7 separate regions of the Mus musculus genome follow, and regions 2, 3, 4, 5, 6 and 7 are each linked to region 1. Evidence: chromatin contacts called from public ChIA-PET, HiCAR-type, HiChIP or PLAC-seq and promoter capture Hi-C data. All regions are on one chromosome and are shown on one strand. The core of a region is the stretch at or near the end of the contact, and the rest is flanking DNA. Distances in the headings are between cores, read along the strand shown.

Region 1 (3,893 bases), core at 571-3,070:
CCAGCACAATAAACATTTTAAAGAAGAGTAAGATTCAAGTACAGCTTGTATCTGTAGGTGGAGGGAAAAGATATGACAGAAGAGAAAAACATAAAGGTATTTTTAAAAAAACAAGATCATAGAAGTATGTTTTCAAGAAAGGCTTTCCTAGTGTTTTTTAATTAGTAAATACTAAAATTATTACTATGAATTGAAGCTAATCAAGTACTGAAACATACTTTACACTTGACCATAATTAATCTGAGATAAAATTAAACTGTTACTTAAAAATTAGCATTTTCACTTTATATTACTTATCACAGGATATTAAATGAAGACCATATACAGATTCAATCATTAAGGTCTCACTGGTCTACCTAGCTTTCTGAAGAGTTAGGAACAAATCAAATCCACCAACCGAATTGCTGGAAGACATTGTGAGCACCGCACAAGATGGCTTTGGTGGGGAACGGAACCGATCTCAGGATCTTGGCATACCCAATGGCTCTACCACTGAGCTAGTCCCCCAGCTTTGCAGTTTAAGATACTTTGTTTCAAACCCAGCTCAATTTCGTAGCTGCTACAGGTCTTTAAAAACATGTCACAGGACTCCAAAATCATTTTGCCCAGGATAAAGTAACTAGCCTTTAATAATCACAGTGGATAGCTAGGATTTTGAAATTCCGCTTGACATATCTAAAAGACAAACTTTAAGATAAAGGGATACAAATCTGTAGAAACTAAACTTACAAAATCTCTCCGTAATAGATACTAGGAAAATGCTGTTGTAAGATCCGATGAGGGAACCGCTGTGTTCACGCATAAAACATTGTTAAAATGCTTGCAAATAATTCTGTAAAACAGTCTAGTGTAGCAGTAAGTCTAGAATACATATGTTAAAATTAGTTTTCTTTTCATACAGAGCAATCATAGGCCTCAAAGTAGATGGAGAATTCTTTTTTTTTTTTTTTTTTGGGGGGGGGGAGACACCATGAAGATGAAAACAAAGAGAACACGAAGGAAGGAGTACTTTTTCTATTCCGGACAGTCTTTTGAAGCTAGATGTATTTTTGACGGAAAGAAACTTAAAGGCATCTACAAAACAATTCAAAGAGGGCAGACTCCGATTCATTCTACTTGATGCCTTCCAAAACCATACCAGCTGGTACACAAGCAAGTCCCATCTCGAATTCCCTTTCTGCCTCTAAATTTAAAGGGATGAAAAGGTAGACCTGATCATTCGCCTACAACCCAGGAACCTCGGTGAGGACAGCAGAAGGGCCACCTTCGTCCAAGCCAGAGCACAGCAGGTCCACGAGCTCTGGCTCAGCCAGCAGCCCCTAAGCAAACTGAAAGGTTCCCAAGGCTACCGTACCAACACAGAAAGAAGAAGGGAGCACTAGAAACCCGAGAACGTGGCGGGAACCGGGTCTGCAGCCCCAGAGCCTTACGCCCGCGCCTCGGGTCGCCCCTCGTGCCGACGGTTTGTTTTTAGAACTCAGAGTTCGAGCCGAGAGTTCGAACAGCGGCTAAACATTCCGAGCCAGAGGCTGCCCCAAATGCTGGCATTCCTAGATGCAGATTCCACACTCCGTTCGCGCAGCTTCTTCAGGATACTCTACTGTCGTTAAAGTCTTATCAATTACATGTCTTTTATTGAATGTCACATTTCAAATTAGCATAATTTTGATGGCCAAAGCAGTTCAGAATGAGAAGCGGAAAAGTAAAGACTTTTTGGCGAATCTGAATGAGGAAAACGGAAATCTTTTTCCTTTAAGGAGCCGCTCCTCGACGTCACTTCCGGCAACAATAGGAAACGTCAAAACCTTGCAAGGTCCGCCACTCGGGCTTCTGCAGGCAGAGGTGCTGTGACTTCGCGGGAGTCTGGGGCGGCTTCTGGTTCCCTCGCAGCCATCGTGTTCTCCAGCGCGAACACGTGCGCTCTGGACAGGCCTCTCCATGGCTTGGGCACCAGTTCCCGGCTGAGCCATTTTCTTCTCGGCTGACAGCCCCCGCCCACAGGCCGAGTCGTCGCGGCGGCGGTGGAGATCCCAGGTCGCTCAGGTACTCGCGTCGGCACAGAGGCTTCCAATGCCTTGCTTCTTCCGCCCGCCCGGACGCTCTCACTTTTCTCCTCCGAAGTGAGGGGTAGGGATGCTTGCCACTTGATAGCCCTGGCCCAGCAAGCAACAGTTTAGGACCAATGGGTACTGTGAGACATTTTGAGTGACAGCAGCGGTGGCTTATTAAAATGGTGTATCAGAATCGAGAGGCGGGTGTGAGTCTCTTCTGTTTCTAGGCCATTGGTATAGAGGTCGATTTGGGACTCGCGGTAGCGACGTGGTGTCGTCCCTCTTGAAAGATGACAAACGGTGGAGGTTACTTTCTTCAGTTTCACGTATTGCTTTTGTGGTGGTTACAGCGTCGTTCGATGCCAAGGCACGCTTCATTTCTTACGGCGTCCCCTTAATACGAATTCAAACATATCCAGTTTAAGACCTCCGCTGATTGCTAGTTGCTACAGTCTCCAAACAGACTGTAAAATTGGTTCAACACTTTCCTTTTCGTTTTGTTTTTCTGTGGCTACGCTCCACTTTCCACATCGTATTACTCAGTACACATTGTCTAGACAAAAACCATAGAAGTTTGCAATTCTTACTCGATATATTTCTGGTTTATTTTTCGTTCTGTATTTACTAATTAATAATTGTGACTACTTAATTTATAAATGAGACATTTATTTGTAAAGACCCCCACCCCGCGCGCGCGCCATATTCTCTTCATTACCCTCAATACTGCAATTGAATACAAACTGTTGTTCATGTCAGTGTTTGCACTCCGTTTTTGTTTGTATTTTGAGACAAGGTCTCCTGTGTACTCCAGGCTGGCTCAGAATTCACTGTGTAGCCCCGACTGTCCCTAGCTAGCAATCCTTTTTCTTGGCCTTCCAAAGGCTTGGAAGTATGGTTTTGCAACAGGTCACTAAGTACTCTTCTCTTTGCTTTGGTTCTTTGGACTTTGGCACTTTCACTCCGACGAGAAGAGCTTCCGGCTACCTTTGTGAAAGGTTTTTGTTGTTGTTGTTGTTGTTTTTGTTTTTGTTTTGTTTTTACAATGTAGAGCAGGTCTCAGAATGAACAATAAATAAATTTATTATTTTCAGGTTAATTCAGAAACTTCTTGCTTATACAGTTTTTCTAAATTAACAATTACCTAAGTATCGTCATTAGTTTCATATTGCTGGTTTATGATTATCCCCAAATTTAATGCAGCTTAAAACAACAAACATGTACTATCTTGGTTTCTTTGAGTCAAGTATCAGGGCAACGTTCAACAGAGTAGTTCAGCTTGTTTCTTGAGGTCGTAGTTAGGCTGTGTTTGGGACTTGTGATACTATTGAGAGACTGCACTGAGATGGACTAAGGGTGCACTTCCAAGTGCATGCACATAGTTGCCAGCTGCCCTAGATTCTCCGCTAAGTGGGTTTTCTTCAGAAAACCCCCTTAGAGTATAGTATGGCTGTTGATTTCCCCTACAACAGACAAGCTGGGAGAAAGCATCCAACTGAGGGAAGATAACTATATTTTATAATCTAATCTTAGAAGTGATATCCTATCACTGCTATCATAGTGTGTTTGTTAAGAGTCTTTAACCCAACCCACATTAGAGAGGCAGAGGATAGATAACACAGGAGGCAAAATCGATGGAAGCCATTTTAGAGGCACCTGGAACAAATTCCGTGCCTGATAACTTTTAGCAGTTAAAAGTAATCACTACATAAGAATATCTTAGCCAAAGTATGTCCAAAAGAATTTAATTCTGACAAGGAAAAAAAAAAGCCTGATTTTGAAGTAACATGTGAATTATACTAGTATCAGCTCCTCCAGAAAAATAATTTAGAAATATTTTATATT
Region 2 (3,893 bases), core at 538-3,037, 2.0 Mb before region 1:
CTTCCTGCACCTATATGTAAGCTTTTATTGAATTTGTTTTAATAGGCTGACCCTGGGATGGACTCCAGTGTAAAAGAGACACCTGCACTAATATAAAAAACTATTTGGATTAAGACTTACATTTTGAGAAACGGTCAAGTAAAGTTTAAGTTCCCAAGACCTCCCTGGGAACTGACATCCTACTTGGTAGAAAGAGTCATGTATGTGGATAACTGACACCCTGCCTAGCAACTTAAGACATGAATGTTAGACAAGGCAAGCTACCTGGCACAGGTAAATACCCCAACCAATGGGAGAGAGGTAAGTGTACACAAGACAAGTTCCCAAGGAAATCCCTTATTCCTAAATCTTGGTTGGTGGAAGAACTTGGCACAGATTTTTGGGATTTTAGGCTTTAAAACTCTGCACACACACACACACACACACACACACACACACACAGAATACTAGCATGGCAGCACTTGTCAGTGTAGGTGAATTTTTCACTTATATAAATGTATCTGTACGTCCAAAGGAGTTCCCACAGTGGTAAAGCCTACATCAGTGTTATCTAGAGGATCACACATGGGTATTGGTCCGATGAAAGTAGGAACTACAACAGTTGACGGTGATGGTCTATTTCATACCTTAAGACAGTTTCTTAAAAAACAGTCATTAAAAGAATGAGTCATTGATAAGACATATATCACTGGACAAAGAGAAAACATACTACTTCTTCTCTCTCTTTCATGCCTACTCTTTAAGAATGACACTTTTTAGTGTGTGTGTTTATATGGGCAATTATGTGCCATGTGTTCGTGTGTTGTCAAAGGCAACTTGAGGAGTTGGTTTTCTCAGTCTCCTATTGAACAAACTGAAGTTTAGTAGCAAGCGCCTTAATCATCTGTCTCCCCTGGCCTCATTTTAACCTTATACAAAGTCACATTAGTCTACCTTATAAATGATCAAATATACAAGAAAACACTCAATAATATATTACATAGCACCACCAAGATCCAGCCCATGTTTTATATGTGGGATACGTATTCATATTCAACACTGAATATATTCTTGCTATAGAGATTTTAAGAGATTGATATTATCTTCCTGCATAGCAATCTAATTTGTAATTGCCTATCACCACATTGTAATAAGTTTCATTTTCTGAATCACTCATTAATGGATAGAAATATCTGCATCAGTTACAGGCACAGAAGAAATACTCAATAAATACTTGTTGAATGAAATTATACATCTCAGGACATCTTGAAGTATATGAATGTAATCTATAAATAGCTTTAAAATATGTGACTAATGTACATTTTACATAATCATTATGGAAATAGGTATGATGAATTTTAAAGGTTTGTTTTCTTCTTAAAACAAAATTTTTGTGGTTTCCAGGTCTATCTCCTACTCTCATCCACCTCCCCCCCCCCAAAAAAAAAAACAATTTTCACTGTCTTCTAGAGCTTTTTCACATTTCTCTTCAAAATTCTTTATTGAACAATGGCCTTTAGCTGGCAGACCAAAATACACACACTATAAAATGTGTGAACTGGGATACAGAAAGAAAGATTTGCCAACACAGTGCAAGTGAAGCCAACAATTTATACTTGAAGCTCTGTCTTCAACTTTAGTTCCTCAGACTGTTAACGTTCATGGATCCAGAGATTACTGACTCCAAAACATTGAGTCACATCCTAAATGTCATTAACACAGAGCCTTCTTGGAGGCCGAAGCCCCGCCCTTCGACGCTAAAGCCTCGATTCCAGCAGACCTTATCAGCCCCCAGCTGATCTGTTGCCATAGAAACCCATAAAGCACCATGGCTGCCGCCGGCCAGGCAGAGGAGTGTTTACCACTGCCGGCGGCAGAATCATCCAAGACGTCCTTACCTACACCACCAGCAGTTCCCGCAGGAAAGAAGCCAAAGAAATGTCTGGTGTATCCACATCCGCCTAGGAGCTCCCGCCTGAGTCGTTCTGTCCTGCGCTGGCTCCAGGGCCTAGATCTCAGCTTCTTCCCTAGGAATGTCACCAGGTGCTAAAGCCAGACAGGACCCAGTGATTCACCCTCCTCCTCAGGTGTCACCCTCCCCTAGGCCACCTGCGCTCGCTCAGTTCAGGCTCCCTAAGCCTGGAATCAGCCTCCTTGGCCTTGCTTTCCCTCCTCACGGAGACAGCCTCGCCATCCAACTCCCTGCTCACTCATGCATGCCACAAGGCATACATATCAAGATAGGAAGTTCCAGAAAGACGTGGACCGTTGTGTTCATTGATTTCATTCAACTGGTCATTACACTGTAGAGTTAAGCTATTCCGGAATGCTTTGATAATCACAAAAAACCAAGGTTTTTGTTTTGTTTTGTTTGTATTAATCGTAATAAGGACTAGTTTACCCTTTTTTTGAAAATGTATCATGTATCCAGTTATCTGAGGTTTTTTTTTTTTTTTTTTTTTTTAAGCTTCTGTTTAACGGAAACGATGGTCTATGTAACTGGCTGTTACTATAGAATGTGAACAAAATTCCATAAAAATGAATACCATAGATCTTTTGCAGGAAAACGATTAATGCCAGTATTGGGTTTTTCAAGCATCTGTGAAACTTTCAATAAGCGTTTTAATCACTTGGCAACATTGTTAAATCTAATAATTAGGAGGATTCATTAAAGGACACTTTAGCTAACTGCTTTCTTTCCTATTGAGAAACCTTCTCAGAGAAATGAACCAACACAAGTTTTTCCAGATAGTTTGTCAATATGGTTTATTAGCTATTATATAATTATCTCAATTACACTTTTTCCATTTCCTTATTGTTATGTATCAGGGATTTTTCAAATGGCTACCTAGTTGCAGAGATATTCTGTATTTATTATCCCTGGGACCTTCGATTATCATCCTTTGAAAATGGAACCTCCTTAAAAGTCAAGTTGGATAACTGGGCACAGATAGAGAAGGTAAGACACAAAATTGACAAGAGTTTCCTGTGAAGCTTGTTTTAGATAGTACACTACATCTCTGTCTGAGAGAAAAACAGAAAGACAGGAGAGAGAGAGAGAGAGAGAGAGAGAGAGAGAGAGAGACTCTATGTCAAGTCTAGGAAATAACTGATTAGTCAAATTCTAGTTGTTCATTATATACAAAACTATAAATAAACTATAAAATTTAGTATATGACAATTAGAGTGGTATATAATAGTGGCTTTCTTGAAGAAATAGTGAATGTTGATAACATAGAAAATGTAGTTCAAATGAAAAGTTAGTTAAAGTAAATTCATAATACTTGATTATTTTTCTAGAACTTCTGATGATGAAATACTTTCTTTCTATTATTAAAGTTTCTAGCGAAAAAGAAGTTTAAACTACCTAAAGAACTAATCCATGGAACAATTCACTGTAAGGCTGGGGTACCTGAAATACTGATACAGGAGATTTACACTTTACTAACACATCAAGAGTAAGTAGTTTGAAATTTTCCAACAGCACAATTTAACGTAAACTTTTGATGACATAAGGCTCACTACTAAGACATAGTTTGCCAACAATATTTTGTTTCTTATTTTCAGAATTAGAAGTATCCAGGATGATCTCGCTAATTTCACAGACTATATTTACCAAATGCGTTTGCCCCTGGTTCCTAGGAATACAGTATCAAAATCTATTAAGAATAACATTAGGTTGTCGGAACTACTAAGCAATCCTAATGTACTCAGCAATGAACTCAAGATAGAATTCCTCATCCTTTTGCAAATGCTGCAAAGAAAATTAAGCAGAAAACTGAATCCAGGTAAGCCTTCCCTGGAGACAGGTGAGTGCTTCTGAAATCACCAAGGCTGCTCCTAAGCTGAAATGAGAGAAAACCATGCAGTAAAAAGATTTATGATCACTGGAGTGGATGGCTTTCTTTTTTATC
Region 3 (3,893 bases), core at 637-3,136, 1.8 Mb before region 1:
AAAAATGTCATGTTCTTCTCTGAATTAGTATAAAAGCTTTCTTGGCCCATCTCTACTCAGGCTAAGGACTTTAAAGTCATTTACAGAAAACAATAAGAAAAACTGCCTAAATATAGTAGCTTTTCCTTAGAGCAGATGAGTTTTTAAAATTAATTTTCAAAGCTAAATTCATCTGTAGATTTCTATATGTGATGCAAGAGGCCATTGGTCTTGCGAAGATCTTATGCCCCAGTACAGGGGAATGTCAGGGCCAGGAAAGGGGAATGGGTGTGTTGGGGAGCAGCGTGGGGGGAGGGTATAGGGAGGATTTGGGGATAGCATTTGAAATGTAAATAAAGAAAATATCTAATAAAAATAGTGTGATTTTAGAATTCTGATATAACATTTTAATTATAAAATTAAAGAGAATGAAGTTTTTAAAAGGCAACTAAAAATACTATTTCCCCAGAAGTGTTTATGCTTCTTTAGCAATCTATTAAAAATCAACACAAGGAGATACCAGATCAACATAAATTAAAAAAAAATCCAACTAGTCTTTATATACACATTTGTAGACCTCACTTTAAAAAAGAAACTTTCCTTTTATGGGTATCTTTTGAAATAGATTATTAGTTAATTTCAATTTAGAAAAGTTTCCAAGAACTCTTAATGTGCTAAAACTACCACTTGTTACATTAACCCATAAATAATCCACTAAAGCAAGTTTCCCAAATTTTCTTGAATTGACAAGTTTTCAGAGTTACTGAAGTTCGTCAGACAGCCTCAGATTTCTGTCTTCCAACATAAAACTATAACCATGGCATGGCACATTCTGGTTGCTGCAGCACCTTGCAGAATAAAGGAATACTTACAGGTTTCAGTCACTACTGTTGCAGTGTTAAGTTCTCCCCGTTCAAAATAATGATAAGAGAACACAGGAACCAGCAAATGTATAGAATATTTTCATCATTTTTTAGTTCAAGTTTTTAAATCCTCATAAATTCCCTTGCATCTAACTAGTTTTGTGATCATTGTAACCTAGAAATGATATGATAGTGATAAATTTGGCAATTATAATATCATATTATTAAATTGAATACTTCATATTTCTTAAACAATGGGTGCGTATTTCTTAGTATTCTTTGGAGGATAGTTTGTTCTGAGTAAGTTAGAAATATATCTTCAAATCTATGTTAAAGACATTTATATAAAATAAATGATGACATGTGATTGATATATGATCTAACTTTTTAGTGTATTTTGTGTATTCTAATTCATTTTTAATAACATAGACTTTGCTCCTATGAATACTTGCATACAAATGTGGATACATCGGTAAGAGAACAAGAAAGAATTTTTATGATCTCCTTAATATACAACAATCTTTTCTCAGGTTAGTATTGCCCTTATAACATTTCTTTTTAAAAGCTTTCTTGGTACAGCCATTTCAAAGGGACAAAGTAATCTATGCAAATACGTCTTGCCCATTGGTGGAATAACATTCTAGGTTATAGACACCCATATACTTAAAAGCTTAGAAATAACAGCAAAAATGTGTTTAGAAACAGCCCCAGCTTCCACGCAGGGGGAATCCTCATACATGTTGAGTTCTAACTATGCCTTATAATACTCAGGTGTGTGGCTGCAAAACTCCTGGGATTAGCTCCTCAGGCATCATGGCTTGCACAGCACTGTAGGAGGCTCAGAGTCCTAGTCTGCGACCTTAGAGTGCTGGTCACCAACGTGAAGCCAACTCATTCAAATATCATCCTCTTTGATTGGGCGCTGAGCAAAGTCTCCTACACTGCAACCCCACTTGAGCCTTACCTGAAGGAGACAGCAGTTGCAGCTCTGGACAACCGCAGGTGCTGAAGCAGGACCGGCCAAAGGGACCGCCCTGGCCCGCGCACCCGCCACGCCCTCCTCGCCGCCCACTCAGCTCTCAGGGGCGGGGCGGCCCTGAACATCCCTGAGCCAGAGTCGGGTTCCGCCCACCCTTCACAGTGCAGGTTGGGGAGGACAGCACTCTGGATCCCGCCCCAGAATTGCACGTGACAAGCACCCTAGTATCTGATTGGAGCACATGGGACAGGGAGGCGGAAGTCCCTGGTGACCCCTGGAAACAGGGCCCGGAGAGTTGGTTACCTAGCAACGCGGCTGCTGTGCAGAAGATGTGATTCCTAAGCTTTGAGTCAAAGCTTCAAGCTAAGCATGTACATTATTTTAAAAGGTGGAGCAGAAGGAATACGTCCCACTAGCGTTGTCACTGCCTAATTTGCTACATCGAAGCTGTACCTTATATAAAAATGAATCGAATGTACAAGAAATAAATCACCTGGTTTCTACATTAGTCTTGAAGCATTGCTTGGAATGTGAGTCTAGAGTGCTCGCTGTCCTGCACGTCTTAATATTTCATTGGTTCAAGTAGCCGCATGAACCACATCTGTGAATGAAATTGTTTTGATTAGTCCAGCTGCAAGCAATTAATAAAACTGTCCATAACATGAGCAAAACATATTTGCCCCGTGGACACTGGTGGAAAGCATATGCTAGTGTCATGTAATTAGGGTTTATATTTCTGAAGTAGCTTCTTTAATTTGGTCCTTTAGTCAATACATTAGAGGAAATTGGCCTTCGTATACTTGAAACTGACCATTAAAAGCACAGTATGCACTCCAAAGGGAGTAAGCAGATGTTCAGAATCAATGTTCTGAGAGACCATGATACAATACAAGGAACATGGATACAAGTTGCCCCAAATAGTGTGTTCCACCGTGGAAGTAGTTAACAAACTATTGTCATAATACATCAGGTAAGCAAGATACATAAACCTGGGAAATCTGCTAGATGCTGTCTAAGGACAATCCTTAGCCTGTGGTTAGTAGAACAGTCTGCCAAGTTAATATATTTGAAAAGCTTTGCCATAATAGTGAAAGGCATGTTATATCAGATACAGAACAATAAACAACTATTACAGGGAGTAAGGTAGTCCCAAATAATTTTGGCGATGGACTTTTGGCCAACTCTCTACAAACAAAATTAGTCTGTAGACTCTTCTACATAACCGTGAATTTTTTTTTCAGAGAAATTCATCCCACAAAGTGTAGTTCATTTATGATATTTGGAGCTTCAATCATAGGCCAAGTTCTGAACAATCATCTACCCTTACAAGAGAAAATCTCTGGAAATATTTCCTATTCACCTTCACAATGCATACTGCTACTGTTTTCTTCCAACATATTCTCTAGAGGCTCTGTTTCCTTAGAATCACTTATGCTATATTTGTAAATCAAAATTTACTTAAAACTAACTCTCCTTATGGAAAATAAATTTGTTAAAAGCTAAGACGATTTCTTACAACTGTTTGCCCTATCCCATGTTGAAATGACTAACAGTAGCAGGTCTCCAATAAATGTTTGGTGAACGAATGAATGGAAATTAAACAGCATAGAATATCTTGAAAATCCATGTGTTAATGCATATAGCTTTATGTACTGAACTCTAAATGTAGTTATGTAAGATACTATGGGTTGATTTCAGAAGAGGGACTTTTAGAGAATTTTTTTTCTTTAACTTTATTCAGGAAATAGAAACAAATGGGATTTTATAAGATAGAAAAGAATATGGGCAATCTATGCAGCATGATCTGTACTGGGAAAGCACATCATGAATTTAATAGATCATGTCCTGCTTGCTTTTTTTGTGGAAGGTGAATGTGGCTGTCCACAGATAGGAAAGGATCTAGAGACTGTGAAAGGAAAAATAAAACTAGAAATATAGAAAAACTAGATGTGGGGAATACAGAATTCAGGATTTAGGTCAAACATTAACCTCTCCTGGCCAAGAGAATCCAATTGAAGCTAGTAAAATTGAGCTTTTTCTTAAAGAATGGCATCTAGGAGGTTGTATATAAG
Region 4 (3,893 bases), core at 921-3,420, 1.3 Mb after region 1:
TGCACAAAATCCATCTGATTTCACATTCTATAACATCTTGTCTCATTATTCTATGATGAATAATATCTAATAAATATCTCAGGTATAAATTTTGAGCATAATGTTATATTATATTTTTCAGGCATTATCTCATTCAAACACCATAGGGTGACATAATATGTTTTAATATACGTTAGCGAATTTAGCCCTAGGGTATAAGTAATAAGAAAGTGCTGATGTTTGACTGTCTCTCCCAAACATGCCGATGCTTGCTTTTCCACTATAGTCTCCACATGTCTTAAAAGAAAATACATTAACAAAAACCTCGATTATGCATTTTCCTTCTATTTTTTTTGAGACATGCACCCTCTTTAGACTGGCTTTGAACTTATTTTATAAGTGGGAACAATGTTGAATTTCTGAGCTGCCTGCTTTTATCTCCCAAGCATTGGGATTACAGGTATATACAACTAAACATTCCTCGCCTACGGGCTGATCAGTGAACTTAGAAGGCCATTAGTATTTTGTCTTATTATTTTATTGCTTTCCAAATACCTTTTGCTTTGAAAGATATTTTTAACTAGTCAATCTCCTCACACACACACACACACACACACACAAACACACACACAGAAAGACAGAGAGAGAGAGAGAGAGAGAGAGAGACAGAGACAGAGACAGAGACAGAGACAGAGACAGAGACAGAGAGAGGCTCTTATACCACCAATATCCAGTACTTTCACATCCATACATGTCTTTGGTCTTGATGTAACCCTCTTTCAGATAGTTTATTTTATTCATAATTCTGTCAAGTGTCACTTCATTGTTTTTGTGTTGTCTTGTAAATATTATAATCTATGACACTTGTCTCTCCTATTTTTTTTTCTTTTTTTTTTTGGCCTGTACCATGATCTGACTTAAGCTATTAGGTCTCTACTTCTGGGGACTTTAAAAAGAAACTTTTAAAAAGATTCTTCTACTCCTGCATTTCCTGAAGACTGAACTTATAGCTACAAGCTTGAACAAGTGTAATCTAATAACTTTGTTTTTATTTTTGAGATATGGTCTCATGTTGTGGTGTTTTGTGGTCCAGGCTGTGGTAAACATACTCTACTTCAGCTTCCAAGTGTTGGAATTAAAGCCTTTAACATGGGAAGTTTATTTGTTGTTATTTTTGCCATAAGAATGTTTCAGAGAGATGTTTTTCGATAGTCTGTTCCTTCACAAACTGTGTGTGTATTTCATAGATGCTAAAATTGATCGAGCGCTTGAGGTGATGATAGCTTGATGATTGAATAGTAAATATTTTGTACTTATATTTGTCTCAAGTGGTTGCCATCTAGTGGTAAATGCTGCTTGAATTAGTACTGCATTGGATGGATTACAAAATGTTGATGTTTCTATTTTTCCTTTTGAATTAATTATCTAGACATCTGCATAAACAACCCTCAAGTACAATGACCTTCTAGGCATCCTGGAATACACATGGAGAGCGCTTAACTGTTTGAGTTTAAGTGTCACTTTTTCATAATGGTGATTTGAGGATCCTAGTAACTGTTCATGATGGTCAAGGGATTTTACTGTGTTTCTAGTTTTCTCTTGCTCCTTTGAAGAGTGTTTCATTGTAAACTGACTTACAAAGAAAAATTACATTGTAACATCACTTACAAAGCTTTTGTTTTGTTCTCTTATTTTTCTTTAAAAAATGTATTTATTTCATTAATTTAGGTATAGTCACTCATGGCTGTCCTAGAAGTCACTATGTAGACCAGAATGTTCTTGAGTGCATAGAGATACACATGCCTTGGCATCCAAATGCTAGGACTAAAGGTGTATGCTCCCATGCTTGGCTAGTGATAGTATTATATGTGTGTCTTAGGATTTCCATTGCTGTGAAGAGACACCATGACCACTGCAACTCTTACAAAGGAAAACATTTAATTGGGGCTGGTTTACAGGTTGAGAGGTTTTAGTCCATTGTTATCATGGCAGGAAGCATAGCAGCAAACAGGCAGACCTGGTACTAGAGAGTAGCTGAAAGTTCTACAATTGGATCAGCAGACAGAAGGAAGAGATAAAATGCGGTTGGTCTGAGCTTTTGAAACTTCAAAGCCCACCACTAGTGACACACTTCCTTCAGGGCCTACTTCAAAAAGGCCACACTTCCAAATAACACCACTCCCTATGAACCAATGAGAGTCATTTTTCTTCAAACCACGACAATGTGTGAATGCATTATAACAACCTTATGAGGTTTGCACTGTCTCATTTGTAACAATTATGATCCACTTGTTTTTGGTTTCCATGCCACTTGAACACACCAGGCTTTGATATCCACTCTCTTTGGCCTACCTTGTACTCTCCTGGCCTTGCAATTGACTTCAGCTATGTCTCCACGTATCTTTGCTTTATTTATTTAGTGAAGAATTCTGAGTCTATACTAGACAATCAAGTGTGCTGATAGGACATTGAGGCTAAAAGAATATTTTTGAAGAGAGAAACCTGATGTAGACAAAGTCTTGTTACTAAGACGGACTGGTGGTTTGATAAGAGTGGCCTCCATAGGCTCAAATGTTTTACTCTCCAGGAGTGGAAGTGTTTGAAGAGATGAGGAGATGTGGCCTTGTTGGAGTAGATGTGGCCTATCAGGAAGTAGCTCCCAGCCACTTCTCCAGTCCCAAGCCTGCTAAGCCTGCTGCCATGCTCCCTGCTGTGATAATAATGCAACAAGCCCCTGAAACTTTAAGGAAGGCCTTAGTTAAGTGTTTTCCTTCACAAAAGGTAGGGTTGTTATGGTGTCTCTTCACAGCAAGAGAACTGTGACCAGGACACCTACCTCTCTGAGGTAATCTCCAGAGCTCACACAGAGCTCCCAAGGTAGGAAAGAGCTGACACCTTCAAGTCTTCCTTAACATGAATGTTGTTGCTGCTTCACACACACACATAATAAATACATCAATTAATTAAATATTTAAAAAGACATAAAACTATTTTCAGGAATATCCTTTTGATTTTCAAAACAACAAGAACAACAAAAAAATACAAAACAATCCCATGACTTAATTACAAATTTGAATTCAGGTTTGAGTATATAAGGCATTTCCTTTTGTAATTTTATTTTGTGTCTTTTTGTACATACATGCAGGCACGCGCGCGCACACACACACACACACACACCTCACAAAATTTCATTTCTTTTTAACATCACTAGGCTTTCAAATTTATGCACTTGAAAATAAGATAAATTGAATCTGGTTTCCAGAAAGAGATTTGTGAATTAGACCTACTATATTTATTAATGGTTTAAATTCTATAAGCACTATTATTTTGTCTAGTTTGGGACTAAGGGAGTTTGTATTAATGCCTTCTTAGTGTGATTCTGCCTATGTCTATGCATTTTTAGTAATTTCTGGAGTAATCTCCAGTAATCTAGTGATCTCATGGAGTTTATTTTTCAATCGCCTTTGGAATTATAATGATTTTTTTTTTAGCATTTAAAAATCATTTCATACTGCATCCTAATTCTCATCACATGTCAAATTCTCAAATGCTGCTTCTCATTATTTGAACTCATCTGATGTATTTCTGTTTCTTCTTTAATTTTTAACCCTTTCTCTACCACTTTGATCTGATTGTGTCTCACATATAACCGGGAGTTAAATTTGCTTTACAGTTCTAATCAACTGGAATATTTTTCCCCTAATAGATTTGTTTATATGTTTGATCTCAGCTCCAATATACTTGTTTATTATATATTGATTATTATATCAGATCATATTACATCATTACATATAATAATGTAATATATTATACATAATATATTATACACACTATATATTAGATATATTTATCATACTGATTATTGTATATATAATGTTATTATATATCCTTTAGCAAGTTTCTCAGAGAGGCTT
Region 5 (3,893 bases), core at 743-3,242, 1.2 Mb after region 1:
TTTCATTGATTTAGTGTGCACTGTGTATATCGGTGCATACCACGTGTATGTATGAAGGCCAGAGAACAGAGTGCAGGATTCAATTTTCTCATTCCCCCAAGTGGATCCAATGGATGAAACTCAGGTTGCCAGGTTTAACGACAAGCACCTTTTTCTCATAGGCCCCTCAAAGACCACTCTTAAACTATAATGTCCAGGACAATTTCTGTATGACCAGCTAAATTCTAACTGCTCTATTCCATGCAGGTATATGTCCTTCCCATCTTTATTACCTGCTTTTCTTCCTACTACCTTTATCAACAACTCAGACATAAATGCAGACACGCCCAGTTTCCTTTTAAAAAATAGGCATTTCCTTGAAACCTAAAGTCAGTAAAGAAAATGAATATTCTCTCATTTCTTATCCCCACCAGCCCATGTGTGCCCACATGGACACAAAAACCAAACTAGATTTCCCAAGTACTCTATTTTTCTAGACATTCATTTCTGAGCCATCCGTTGATGGTCGTTTCCCAAACCCTCATGGAAACACATGTTCTGACCAATACAGGTGTACTCATGAGTATAGCCAGGTAAGCTATTCAAATGTAGTGAGGCCAGAACAATCCAGAATATGTTTCTAGCGCTGGTACTTTGTGTCCTTGTAGGAGCTGGAAATTGGAACGATTTGTATCTATTTTCACCAGGGAAGCTGATGTAAAAGGAGAGGGTGGAATCGGTGCATCCCAAAGTCTTTCCCTGTCCTAACTGAATGAGCACGTTGTTGCAAAGTTCACCCGTGACAGAGACAAATGGCAGGGTGTCAAACTGGAAGCCCTCCCATTATAATAGCCTCTCGATCAACTGACTGTTCTCTGGCTACAGACTGAACTCAGTTCACCCCTGTCTTTGGAGTGCCCAGCAAGGCCACAGAGATGAAGCTTCTGTAGCCTTCAACAGAATATACCTTGGTCACTTTCAACCTTAGGGGGTGACGTAATTGCTATCTATAGGCTTCTACTGGGTCAGGCTTTTGGATTACTGGATGTCTTTATCACTGTGTTTGCTAGCTGAGATTAAGTCAGCGGAGTGAGTAGTTGTCCTCTGAATATGGTTTTTCTACGTGACAACCTTCCTCTCCTCTGCCCTTCATCCCATCGGCCATGGCTGTTAACAGAGCAGTCTTTTCTCTTATGGAATAGACTTGGGAGGATTTGGAAAGTGTGATGTCCCATGACAATCTTCTGTAAGTGATGATTGATGCTCTGCCTTTGCTCTTGGTCCAGTGCTGACAAAAGGCATGGCATACAGCCTTGGCTGGTCAATGTCACCTTTACATTACCTTGTCTATGACATCGTTGAGCAGGGGATGTCGAATGTTTCCTGAACTGCCCTTCAAAATCAATCAATGTATGCAGATGAGCATGGGTGAGGCTTTTTCTGTAGTTCCCTGAGAGCTACACTATTTCAAGGCTGGCCACAGACTTGAGTGACAGCTGTGTGACACCTTGTGTGTTCCCACATCGGTACTATACCTTATTACCTTCCATCTTTACATAGAGTCTGAGAGTTAAAAGAATGAACAAGCTGTACAAAACATTCCAGCCCAGGCCTGGGGTCACAAAATGTCCTCATACCAAAGATATAAAGGGAGAGCAGCATATATCACAAGAAGAAGGTTCCTACAACAAAACATGACACACCTGGAGGGGCAGCACACAGTCCTTGGAAAAGACCTGAGATTTGTGGCTGTACAGGGAGAGGGTGAATTCCAGCCAGTCACTTGCTCACTGCCTTTGGAGGAGGTACTAAGTTCTAAGTTCACTTACTTGGAAATGTAGATAATGTCCCCAAGTCCGGGATAGGAGGAGGAAATGTAGAATTGCTGGCTCAGGGTCTCACATACAAGGAACTGTGTAATAGCTTCCCCTAATTTATTTTTAGTCAGAAAGCATCCTCAGCTCTAAAAATCAGAATGTACTAGCCATCTGGTTTGAGACTTTTCTGAAATCCTGGCGAAATAAAGCTTTATAAAGTGTCCTGTGACTCAATCCGTTACCCACACTGTACAACAGTACCTCCCACTTAAGCGAAAGGATTTAGGAGACAAAGGTAACCAAGGACTATCAGGCTCGGTGGGAAACTACATCAAAGTTTTGGTTGATGTACAGCTGGAGAAATTATTATCCATTCAGGTTTGGGGCTTTCCAGAGAAGAGAACAATCAGGTAGGTGGGCCTTTTGAATACATTATTCAGCAGGCTGAATGAGTTCAACAGACATTTATGAAGTACCCTTTATATATTGGTTATTGTCAGAGAAGAGGCATTTATAGGAAGATAACCCAAGTTGTATCCTCTAACCCAACAAATAGAAGAGATCAGTAGGTACATAACAAGGGTCTGATGTAGAAAAATATCAGTGAAATTTAATGTAAATGAGGAAGAATACTAAATAACACATCCATACATTTGATTTATTTAAAAATTTAATGTGCATATCCTGTTTGCCAGAGTTCTACTACCTATCCTTTTATTATCTATCTATCTATCTATCTATCTATCTATCTATCTATCTATCTATCTATCTATCTATCATCTATCTATTAATCGTCTATCTATATCACAGCTTCTTTCCATCTTTTGACAGGCACTTAGGCTGATTCTGTTTCTTGGCTGCTATGGAAAGGGCCACAGTAAATGTGGTGGAATGTTGACTTCATCCCCTTTGTGTATATAACCAGATCAATACAGCTAGATAATGTAGTAATTACATTTTTATGGCTTTTTTAAAAAAAGATTTATTTATTGTATATATGTGAGTACACTGTCACTCACTTCAGACATGCCAGAAGAGGGCATTGGATCTCATTACAGATGGTTGTGAGCTACCATGTGGGTGCTGAGAATTGAACTCAGGACCTCTGGAAAGAGCAGTCAATGCTCTTAACTGCTGAGCCATGTCTCCAGCTCCACATTTCTAGGTTTATGAGGAACCTCTCTATGTATTTCCACAGTGGGTAAGCTAATTTGCATTCTTACCATCAGTATTAAGTTGTTGTCCTTGTCCTCGAGAGGTTTTGTTTTCTGGATTATAGTCATGTTAACTTGGATGAGAGAATCTCAGTGAAATTCTGATTTGCATTTCTCTGGTGGCTGAGAGAAATCATCATTTATGAACATTACTTTGTAAAATTATTGGGATTTGTACTTTGAGAAGAGTCTGTTGAATTAATTCGCCTGTTTATTGATTTGATTATTATTTGCTTTCTTGGTGTTTTACTTCTTTGAGTTTTTATACTTTGTAGATATTAATCTTTTATACATGAATAACTAGCAAATTTTCTCTCATTTCTTTCTCATTTTGTAGAATGTCTCTTTACTTTGACAATTGTTTTCTTTACTGTGCAGAAGCTTTCTAATTTGATGCAATCCGTCTGTCAGCTTTTGCTGTTATGTCCTGGGTTATTGGAGTCTTATTCAAAAAGCCATTGCCTATGTCTACACCATCAAGTGTTTTCTCTATACCTTTATCTAACCATTTAAAAGTTTCAGGTCTTATGCTATGGTCTTAAATTCTGCATGGAGGGGGCATAGACAATAAACAATGAAGATAATAAATATGATATTACATAGACACGGGGAAATCACGAGGACCTGAGTTGACCATGATGGGTCCAGAAAGAAAGAATTAGCTATGCAAGTGCTCAAGTGAAGCAATTTCCAGAGGAGGTGAAGGGCCAGATAAGAGAGTTACTAAGCACACTTCCGGGGCAGATAGTCTAAGGAAACCAGAATGACAGCTGACTGAAGAGGTGATGGAATGCTAGCTAGGTCAAGTTATGGTGACTAGAAAGCCATTGATATCACCAGAACACAGGGAACATTGTATGGGCTTTAGCTTGCTACATCTGAG
Region 6 (3,893 bases), core at 856-3,355, 1.0 Mb after region 1:
ACTGCACAGAGCATCATCCCTTGTAAGAAATGACCAAATATCCAAATATATTTCAAGACTCCAAATATCCAAATATATTTCAAGACTCCTGAACTAGAAAGGGACTGAAGGTCACCTTGTCATTGGCAGCGTCTACCTGAGGGCCTAGGGCAGAACTATGAAGTGTTTCTAGGTTCAGTACGCTGATGGGAATACAAAAGACCCACATAAGCTTTGGGTGTGACTTAGTAAGATAAAATGTGACATCATGACAAGAATTATCACGGAAACAAACAGACCCCCTTGGAGGAGGCTTCCTGTGTCCTTTTCTTTTTTTGAAAGTACCAAACTTAATAGACTAAGATCTTTACTTAATATTACAGTGATCATTTCACACAAAAAAACCCAGCTGAGAGACTCAGACACTGAGCGGTAGACTTTGGCAGGGTTACCAGGCTAAGGACTATACTTTAAGCCACTTCCTTAAATTTAATCTTGAGAACAAAGTGTTAAGATCTTGTCTATGGCCGGGCGTGGTGGTGCACACCTTTAATCCCAGCACTCGGGAGGCAGAGGCAGGTGGATTTCTGAGTTCAAGGCCATTCTGGTCTACAGAGTGAGTTCCAGGACAGCCAGGGCTACACAGAGAAACCCTGTCTTGAAAAACAAACAAACAAACAAAACAAAACAAAACAAAACAAAACAAAAAAGATCTTGTCTATGGAGACACCTTCAGTTTCGCTATGAAGCTAGTAATTTCTCTTTTTACGTGATTTTTTTTCCTCCCAAAACTGCCCACACGCTATAGAAACCAGAGTCACAAGGGTTGTGAGTAACTGCCGCCAGTTTAAGCACAGGAAAGAGGCTTTACCAAGTTCCCAGGCACACCAAGGAAAACAAAAATACATTCAATGATACAGCTCTATCCTATACTGTGTGACAAACGTGAATATACGCATCTTTCTAAAAACTTGGCCAAATCGTACTTTTGGATTCCCATTCTACCAGAGCACCACGACGCATCTCACTGTTGTGCAACTGGCCCGGCCAGCTTTGGGCTTTCTTGCATAGCTGGATATCTTTTGGTGTTCTTGTCTTTCCCTTTTGTCCAAAGGACACAAGGGACTAAACCTAGGGCCTCGCATATGATAGGTGAGTTCTCTACTACTGAGACCCTGTTCTTCTGAGATAATCTCACTATGCTGCCCAAGAAGGCCTGAACTCACTCTGGAGCCCAGGCAAGCCTTGAATTTGTGTCCTCCTCCCCCAGTCTCTAGAGTCACTGGAATTACAGGCCTGTGTGATTAGCCTAGCTTCATCTGTTGTTCTTAAAGGAGGTGTGTCCATCCACACTAACCTAATAGTGATCAGTCACAGGGCTACAACAAAACAGTCCGAGAAGGCACACTTAAAGGCTTGGATCTTTGCACTGGCTTTAACCCTTTCTTTTCTGTTGTTAGAATAGGATAATTTTTCCTGACTTCATAAGAAAATCAAATGTACTGAAAATACCATTTACTCAGTAGAAAATGTCCACTAGTGTTCGGTAATCAACTCGACAAGTAATGATAAAGTCGATAAGGTTATCTAAAAGTATCTCCATTTTCTGGTGTCTGGTCCAAACATCTTTTTTAGTACCAGCTCCTGGACACCGGATTCCCTGTGTAACGATGACAACGGTGCACACACTCACCCCAGGAGCTTCTAATCCATCCAAGACTTTTCCTTCAGGTAAACCATGAGCCCTGGATGCTCTGAGTGGAAACCGCCGATGTTCCTTTTAAGTACTTAAAATCATCTAAGAAACTAAACAGGAGTTTAGCAAGTTTCTTCCCACTATTCAGTTTCTTACAAAAGCAAACAAATGGAAAACCACCAGGCCTGACCCGAGGTCTGGGAGGTGACTCAGTGGATAAAACGCTCCCCTCATAAGCATAAAGGCCTAAGTTCAGATCCCCCGCACCCACGTTAAAAAATCAGGTGTAACCTGCCTCCTGTGAGGAGGAGACAGGTGGATCCCTGAAGCGCAATGGTTAGCCACCTTAGCCAAGGGTGTGTGTGTGTGTGGGGGAAGCTTTAGGTTCAGAAGAGGCCTTTGTCTAAAACATGAGGTCGGGGAGCTGGAGCGGTGGCTTGGCTTAGAGGTTAAGAGTACTTCCTGTTCTTGCAGAAGACTGGGTCAGTTCCTAGCACTCACATGACAGCTTGCAGCTCGAAATGGCCCATAATATATCTCTAGATCCAGTTTGACCCAGCTCTCCTGGCAGGCAAAACACTCACTCATACATGTAACATACAAATAAATAAGTCTTAAGGAAAGTAAAGGTAGGAAGACACTTGACACGGAGCTCTGGCCTCCACACACAAGTGCATACACGTACACATGTGCACACACACATATGCAAACACAAACAGCACACACACAAATGACTGACATCGTTTCTGTATATTCTCTCTTTTGATAATAATTATGCTATCTGTGCCTACGTTCCAGTTGTTAAATCAGCCAGTGGGCAGCTCTCAGAGCTATCTCCATTTGAAAAGCCCTTAGCAGGGTCTGACCCTCTCCCTCACATCACTGAACACCGAGACCACAAGTACTCTGAGGGCAGGCTGCTCTTCCAGCGGGTTTCAGCAAAACTACATTGCAACTGGCAGGAAATAATGACTTTATTTTATCAGAATCCAATCCTAGTGAACAGAAATAAACTTCTTTACAGAACACATATTCACTTAAAATATTTCTGAATACAAGTTTATATTAGTAACGACAACAGACTCCTTAGAAAAATAAAAATATTATTTTGTGGTTTTGTAGTTGGTGGTGGTCTTTGAGACATGGTTCAGGCTGGCCTGGAACTTGCTATGTAGCTAAGGATAATTTTGAACTTCGGATCCTCTTACATCCAAGTGCTGAGATTGCAAGCATGTGTCACTATGGCTAACTTTGTTTGTTTGTTTGTTTGTAATTTAACTTTTAAGCTTGATCTTTTGGAACTTTAGATTTTTTTTCCAACGATTGGGTGTTGTCTACAAGTATCGCTGAAAGTATTATTAGTAAGATGGGTCACAGATCCATTCTGTTTATTCAGAAGTATACAGTGTAACTCTGAGCAGAATTTAGTATATCCAAATGAGAACTAAAGCCGTTTAAATCCATGGAAGCTATGCTTTTTAAAAAACAAAACCATGGGCGCACTACACATCCCTGCCTGGCCTGAAACACACACTGTGAGAACTCATGGAAATCCACCCTGCCTCTGCCCCAGGAGCTCTGGGATCAAAGGCATAAAACACTCTCTCCAACTAAAACTGTACTTTCTAAAAAGCTGTATGCTTAAAGTATTAGTAATCTTAGTAGGTCTTAGTAATATAACTTTTAACTTTCAACATTAAAGTTATAGCTTGAGAGGACAGGAGTCACTCAAAAAAAGTATTGACACTATAATCTCTAATGTTCTATTTTGTAAATGTGGAATTTCCAATAAGCACACAGTAGTTCAAACCAGAAACTTAAATTAAGGAATAAGCTGGCAGAAACCACTCCCCAGCCTCCTCCCACAGACCTTACACATTTTTTTTTCCTGGTCAGGCAAACAACAGTCTACTTGTGAGATCCAATCACCTGGAAGACAGCAGGTGCCTGGCCAGTGCTTGCTCAAGGGCTGGGTACGTAGAAATCCTCTAGACCTAGATCATCTCTTATTACAGCACTTCCTGGAATATAAGCTGACCTCAGGTACCCTTATCTTACGCTTGCTTGGTTTAAGCTCGTGCTTTGGGAATCTAATGAGATAACCACAAATGTTACTTCCCTACACATCTAAAATTTGAATAATCCTTCTAAAGTCCCCTCTTTTGTTCAGCACTGGATAAATCTTCTCTTGCAAGTGAAATCTTGGCGCTTCAAAGAA
Region 7 (3,893 bases), core at 377-2,876, 1.0 Mb after region 1:
TATCCTAGTTTTTGATTTGCTCACTGGGAGTTTCCATTCTGCACAAAGTGCAGCTATTTTTCCCCTTTGATTAAAATGACAGTGCTCGCTCTAAAATAAGTTACTGGGTTATTTTTTTTTTTAAATGTGATTTTCCTCCTGCATGTTAGCTACATTTTGAAGATGGGATCTCCCACAGGATTCAGTGAAGAGGGAATAGCCATGGGCTGTTTTCCCTGTGACATGCTAAAAGGCATGGCTGAATGTAATTAGACTACGTTATTTATATAGCCGTAACTTGTGTAATTAGCTTGGCTTCCAGGTTAAATTGTTTTTTTTTTTTTAAAAAAAACATTGTAACATGTTTATTTTATATATTGTACGAATGACAAAACAACAATCCTGCTGATGCATCTTTCACATATTTAGTTCCCAGTGAACAAAGGTAATTAACTTATTTAAAGTGTACTTGGGATATAAGCACTGTACATAACTAACTATCGTACTACCACTTCCACAATCCCCACTGAAGAAAAAGGGCTGAAGCTGCCTCAAGGCCTATCCAACAGCTTGCCTTCGCTCGTGGGGATGCCAGACTCCCACTTAATCTTGAGACAGAGAAAGGATCTTTAACTCGCTTCAACCACTTTGACAACCTGGTCTTGAACAACATCACCAAGACCCACACAGCAGCAGCAGCTAAAACACAGGTGAGATCTGCTTAGTGTATGGCGTCAGGACATCGTCATAGGGTTTTACAGGCTACCAGCAGTAGTGTGCCCTACCTCTCTACCGCCCTGAGTGTCTCATGAATGTGTGGCCCAAGGACAGCACCTGCTCACCGAGAGACGCTTGCTTTGCAGAATGCCAGCTGTGAGTCTAGAATAAGTGCAGAGGGAGGGATCTCCTCTTTTCTTAAGTGTGACAAGGAGCCAGTTCCACAAAAGTGACCGATTTTCCATGTGGAAAATGGCCCCCTTTCTTCTGGTCGCGCCTGTACCATAAGATGGCCCTACCTCAGTGTTTGGCTTTGACTGTTCTTTACAACTCAGTACTTGTGATAAATGGGTACACGCATATTCCTGGGAAGCTTTTCATGGACAAGGAGAAAAGATGAGAAGAAATCAGATGATTCCAAACTCAGGACTTCAGGAGTCAGGAAGGACAGGACTGGAGGACATAAAACCTGTTTAGCGACTGTGAGATCCAATCCTGAAGGAAAGCAAAAGCCAAAGAAAACAGTTAAAGGCCCCCAGGTGTTTCTGCTTCTTACCACAGTCCGTCCTCTGAGGCCTTAAACCCCACAGGCTGTGTTCTCTATTCCGTACACCTTGGGAGACATTAGGTTCCAGTACAGGACATTTAAGGAAAATTAAAAGCCTAATCCAAGGATGGCATTGCTTATCTGTCAAGTCCTTTTCAGCCTCTCCCAGTGCTCTTTGTAGTTTCCCCAGACAGCTCAACATCTTGCCAAACTCGGTCGGTTTTGAAGCCACAAGGCAGCACAAAAAGAAAGACCTTTTCCTTAAGGTTTTTACAGATAAACTCTGTTCACCTCTTAAACTACAAAGGGGCCCTCCCCTGATCTCCACCAAACTGTAAGTAACGCTCAGGGGAAACCCCTGAACACCCAGGACCTGCACAATGACTCAACGACACTTCCCTATTTACCAGACACACAAGAGCAGCACACAGCAAAGAACTGCACACTGATAAGCAGGGCGTGGCTAATGGTTCTGGCTGTTGTTCGCAGTCTCAGCCACTGAGTTCCCAGAGGAGCCACGCTGAGCTCCAGAGGACAGGCCTATCCCCTGCTATTTGCTCTGAGCGTCCACACGGCAGCAGTGGCCACTGCTGGAAGTGTCTGGATCTACTGGAAGTGGTTCTCTTTTCTGAGGACTTGACCTTTTAGCGGACAGCACAGGCTAATCACTTGGCAGAGAGAACAGCCTCACAGCCTGAGACATTCTAGAAAGAGAAAAGTCCAGAGAGCATCCCCTGGCATCCCTGTTGGTATTTCAGATAGGCAGCAAACAGGCTCTGCTTTCTTTCCAAAGTTGCGTGTGTTGTGCGAATGTATGCGTAGGTGCAAGTACCCACGTGTTCCTGTGGAGGACAGAGGTCAACATGGATGTCTTCACCCATAGCTGCTTTTCCTCTTAGGTTTGGAAACGGGCTCTTTTATTGAACCCATAGCTCCCCATATGTGTGTGTGTGTCTTTCCTGAGAAGCTATTTTAAACCTCTGGCTGGGAGTAGGGGTTGGCAAAAGCCAAATGTAGACAACGGGAGTTTCTAACTCACGATCAGACACACTGGATGGTTTGTGTGACAGGTGACCGGGAGGAGGGAATGAAATCCCCTGTAACTGCAACTCCAACAAGACCATCAATGTGAACCAAATGAGGTCCAGGCAGCAGAAGAGTCACCCCCACTTTAGGGAGGGATCTCCCCGCCTGCCCCCCCCCCCCCGCCCCCGAGGGTGTCAGGGAAGGAGTGCCAAGAGAGGGCAAGGGGATTTAAGATCATGGGTGCTCTGCTGAGGAGGCAGCTCAGAACTACACACCAGCACACGTTCCATTCTCTGTAGTCTCAGTCTGTGAATGTGGTAACTAATCTCTTACCTCTGTGCAGAAGTAAGGGCGATATTATATGTGTCACCCTTCGATTTCTGTAAGAACTTCAGCTTGCCTAGACACACCTCCTGCCGCTAACCAGAATCTTAAACGGAAAGCAGATCTGTGTCCCATCCCAGCTGGGGGATTCCCAAGGGGACTGTGTGTCCCTGTGCATCTCTTTTTATGTGCATGTTTACTGGAGAAAGAAGAAGCAGAGAGTCAGAAGAGAACTTATTTTTAAAGTGAATCTGGAAAATCCCTAAATACACTAGTTTCCAGGAGTGAAAAAAAAAAATCTCAAGCTGGTTAGAAAGTATCTTTTGGATTCAAAGAAGAGAAGTAGTCACAAAAGCTCACCTGGAAACCACTTTCAAATGAGCTTGCTTATACGGTAGATCAACTGAGAAGCTAAACTTTGCAAATCAGACATATCTTGGCGTTTCTTAGATAAAAGGGTTGTGGGTTAAGGACGGTTCTTGGGGTAACTGGGCCGTTCATACAGTTCCATCATATATTCTCCTTATAGAAACTGGAGTGAAGTATTGAAATGTGCACTTTTGTGTATGCTCCATCCACCCATATGTGTGCATATGTGTCAGATATCACCCCAAACACATTTTCACTTCTTACGAGTTGCTCTGAGTCATGCTAAATAGAAACTGAAATAAAAAAGATCACCATAAGGATGGATGGGATAGTGCACTCCCGAAACCCTGCACAAAAGTAGACACAGGGGTCTGGCTACACGAGGTCCCCCTCTAAAACTCAAAAAGAAAATTAGAGCAATTTTAGTTAATTGACATTTAAAAAATACTAGCTATTTCACAAATTACATGACTCTATTCCAGAAAACTCAGTAGAAAGCTAGAAGAACCTTTAATGTGGAGAGACAATGAGAAAAATCTCATGGTCACAATTCACCTTAAATATGAAATTAAAATTAAATATAAAAATAAATATAAAATTTAAAAGAATCAATATTTATTTTGAAATCCTGTAAGACAAAGAATTTTTGTGTCTAAGGTACAGGTATAATTTTAAGTATTTTAAGTATACTCAAATGTACAAATTGCATATTTAAAGTATTTTTAAAGCACTTCTATGCTCCACAGATAAGCTTTAGGACATAAGTAACAATCATATTAACATTTCCGTAGCTCTTTCTTAAGAGTTTTCAAAGTACTTTACATCTATTATTACACTTTGCAAATGCAACTAAGCTAGCTTTATAAACTGAAACGCAACAGGCGTGTAAGTGGGAGGCAAGGTGAGATATTAGCAGATGGACTTGCTCCAG

Evidence for each region. Promoter capture Hi-C pulls out the DNA fragments that hold promoters and counts their contacts. ChIA-PET counts read pairs in DNA pulled down with a chosen protein or histone mark. HiCAR-type assays count read pairs that join an accessible place to other places. HiChIP or PLAC-seq counts read pairs in DNA pulled down with a chosen protein or histone mark.
Region 2: a contact with region 1 is called in a HiCAR-type map of astrocytes, with 5 times the contacts expected there. The contact joins the promoter of Spata4 here to the promoter of Fbxo8 in region 1. A contact is called at or near these places in 5 of 39 promoter capture datasets (the 3T3-L1 cell line, 3T3-L1-derived adipocytes, the C10 cell line and 2 more) and 2 of 115 datasets of contacts at active chromatin or transcription factors (astrocytes and embryonic stem cells).
Region 3: a contact with region 1 is called in a promoter capture Hi-C map of embryonic stem cells, with 6 times the contacts expected there. The contact joins the promoter of Wdr17 here to the promoter of Fbxo8 in region 1. A contact is called at or near these places in 7 of 39 promoter capture datasets (the 3T3-L1 cell line, embryonic stem cells, hippocampal neurons and 3 more) and 1 of 115 datasets of contacts at active chromatin or transcription factors (astrocytes).
Region 4: an RNA polymerase II ChIA-PET map of memory CD8 T cells shows a contact between it and region 1, with 7 times the contacts expected there. The contact joins the enhancer-like site here to the promoter of Fbxo8 in region 1. A contact is called at or near these places in 5 of 39 promoter capture datasets (the 3T3-L1 cell line, HPC-7-derived erythroid cells, hippocampal neurons and 2 more) and 2 of 115 datasets of contacts at active chromatin or transcription factors (large pre-B cells and memory CD8 T cells).
Region 5: a contact with region 1 is called in an H3K27ac HiChIP or PLAC-seq map of microglia, with 7 times the contacts expected there. The contact joins the enhancer-like site here to the promoter of Fbxo8 in region 1. A contact is called at or near these places in 7 of 39 promoter capture datasets (the 3T3-L1 cell line, the HPC-7 cell line, HPC-7-derived erythroid cells and 4 more), 2 of 484 Hi-C or Micro-C datasets (the Ba/F3 cell line and pre-B cells), 6 of 115 datasets of contacts at active chromatin or transcription factors (astrocytes, cardiomyocytes, embryonic limb bud and 3 more) and 1 of 9 other capture datasets (liver).
Region 6: a contact with region 1 is called in a promoter capture Hi-C map of hematopoietic stem and progenitor cells, with 2.9 times the contacts expected there. The contact joins the enhancer-like site here to the promoter of Fbxo8 in region 1. A contact is called at or near these places in 7 of 39 promoter capture datasets (the 3T3-L1 cell line, 3T3-L1-derived adipocytes, the HPC-7 cell line and 4 more), 1 of 115 datasets of contacts at active chromatin or transcription factors (pro-B cells) and 2 of 9 other capture datasets (adipose tissue and embryonic stem cells).
Region 7: a contact with region 1 is called in an H3K27ac HiChIP or PLAC-seq map of thymic regulatory T cells, with 12 times the contacts expected there. The contact joins the enhancer-like site here to the promoter of Fbxo8 in region 1. A contact is called at or near these places in 10 of 39 promoter capture datasets (the 3T3-L1 cell line, the HPC-7 cell line, HPC-7-derived erythroid cells and 6 more), 1 of 484 Hi-C or Micro-C datasets (pre-B cells), 5 of 115 datasets of contacts at active chromatin or transcription factors (astrocytes, double positive thymocytes, memory CD8 T cells and 2 more) and 1 of 9 other capture datasets (embryonic stem cells).

What each region holds. Positions count from the first base shown.
Region 1 is chr8:56,549,334-56,553,226 of GRCm38.p6, forward strand. Fbxo8 (F-box protein 8) reads left to right here and starts at 1,821. Exons shown (of 6, transcript NM_015791.4): 1 at 1,821-2,043. Cep44 (centrosomal protein 44) reads right to left here and starts at 1,233. Exons shown (of 11, transcript NM_001009951.1): 1 at 1,212-1,233.
Region 2 is chr8:54,598,994-54,602,886 of GRCm38.p6, forward strand. It overlaps Spata4 (spermatogenesis associated 4), which reads left to right and starts at 1,788. Exons shown (of 6, transcript NM_133711.4): 1 at 1,788-2,022; 2 at 2,809-2,938; 3 at 3,319-3,437; 4 at 3,547-3,767. The coding sequence starts at 1,808. Gm46039 (a long non-coding RNA gene) reads left to right here. Exons shown (of 3, transcript XR_001778557.2): 3 at 46-309.
Region 3 is chr8:54,722,482-54,726,374 of GRCm38.p6, forward strand. It overlaps Wdr17 (WD repeat domain 17), which reads right to left and starts at 1,887. Exons shown (of 30, transcript NM_001372370.1): 1 at 1,807-1,887.
Region 4 is chr8:57,826,366-57,830,258 of GRCm38.p6, forward strand. The region is part of intron 9 of Galntl6 (UDP-N-acetyl-alpha-D-galactosamine:polypeptide N-acetylgalactosaminyltransferase-like 6); the gene reads right to left. Among named protein-coding and RNA genes, the nearest start is that of Gm2921, 28 kb to the left of the region's middle. Within about 2 kb of position 2,171, at least 11 of the 459 cell types and tissues checked have an H3K27ac peak or open chromatin away from gene starts, as enhancers often do. A contact at or near this core is called in memory CD8 T cells, where this site is marked.
Region 5 is chr8:57,778,954-57,782,846 of GRCm38.p6, forward strand. All of the region lies in intron 11 of Galntl6 (UDP-N-acetyl-alpha-D-galactosamine:polypeptide N-acetylgalactosaminyltransferase-like 6), which reads right to left. Among named protein-coding and RNA genes, the nearest start is that of Gm2921, 19 kb to the right of the region's middle. Within about 2 kb of position 1,993, at least 5 of the 459 cell types and tissues checked have an H3K27ac peak or open chromatin away from gene starts, as enhancers often do. A contact at or near this core is called in microglia, where this site is marked.
Region 6 is chr8:57,590,711-57,594,603 of GRCm38.p6, forward strand. All of the region lies in intron 1 of Galnt7 (polypeptide N-acetylgalactosaminyltransferase 7), which reads right to left. Among named protein-coding and RNA genes, the nearest start is that of Gm25379, 43 kb to the left of the region's middle. Within about 2 kb of position 2,106, at least 61 of the 459 cell types and tissues checked have an H3K27ac peak or open chromatin away from gene starts, as enhancers often do. A contact at or near this core is called in the HPC-7 cell line, adipose tissue and hematopoietic stem and progenitor cells, where this site is marked.
Region 7 is chr8:57,574,750-57,578,642 of GRCm38.p6, forward strand. The region is part of intron 2 of Galnt7 (polypeptide N-acetylgalactosaminyltransferase 7); the gene reads right to left. Among named protein-coding and RNA genes, the nearest start is that of Gm25379, 27 kb to the left of the region's middle. Within about 2 kb of position 1,627, at least 206 of the 459 cell types and tissues checked have an H3K27ac peak or open chromatin away from gene starts, as enhancers often do. A contact at or near this core is called in the HPC-7 cell line, double positive thymocytes, memory CD8 T cells and 1 more, where this site is marked.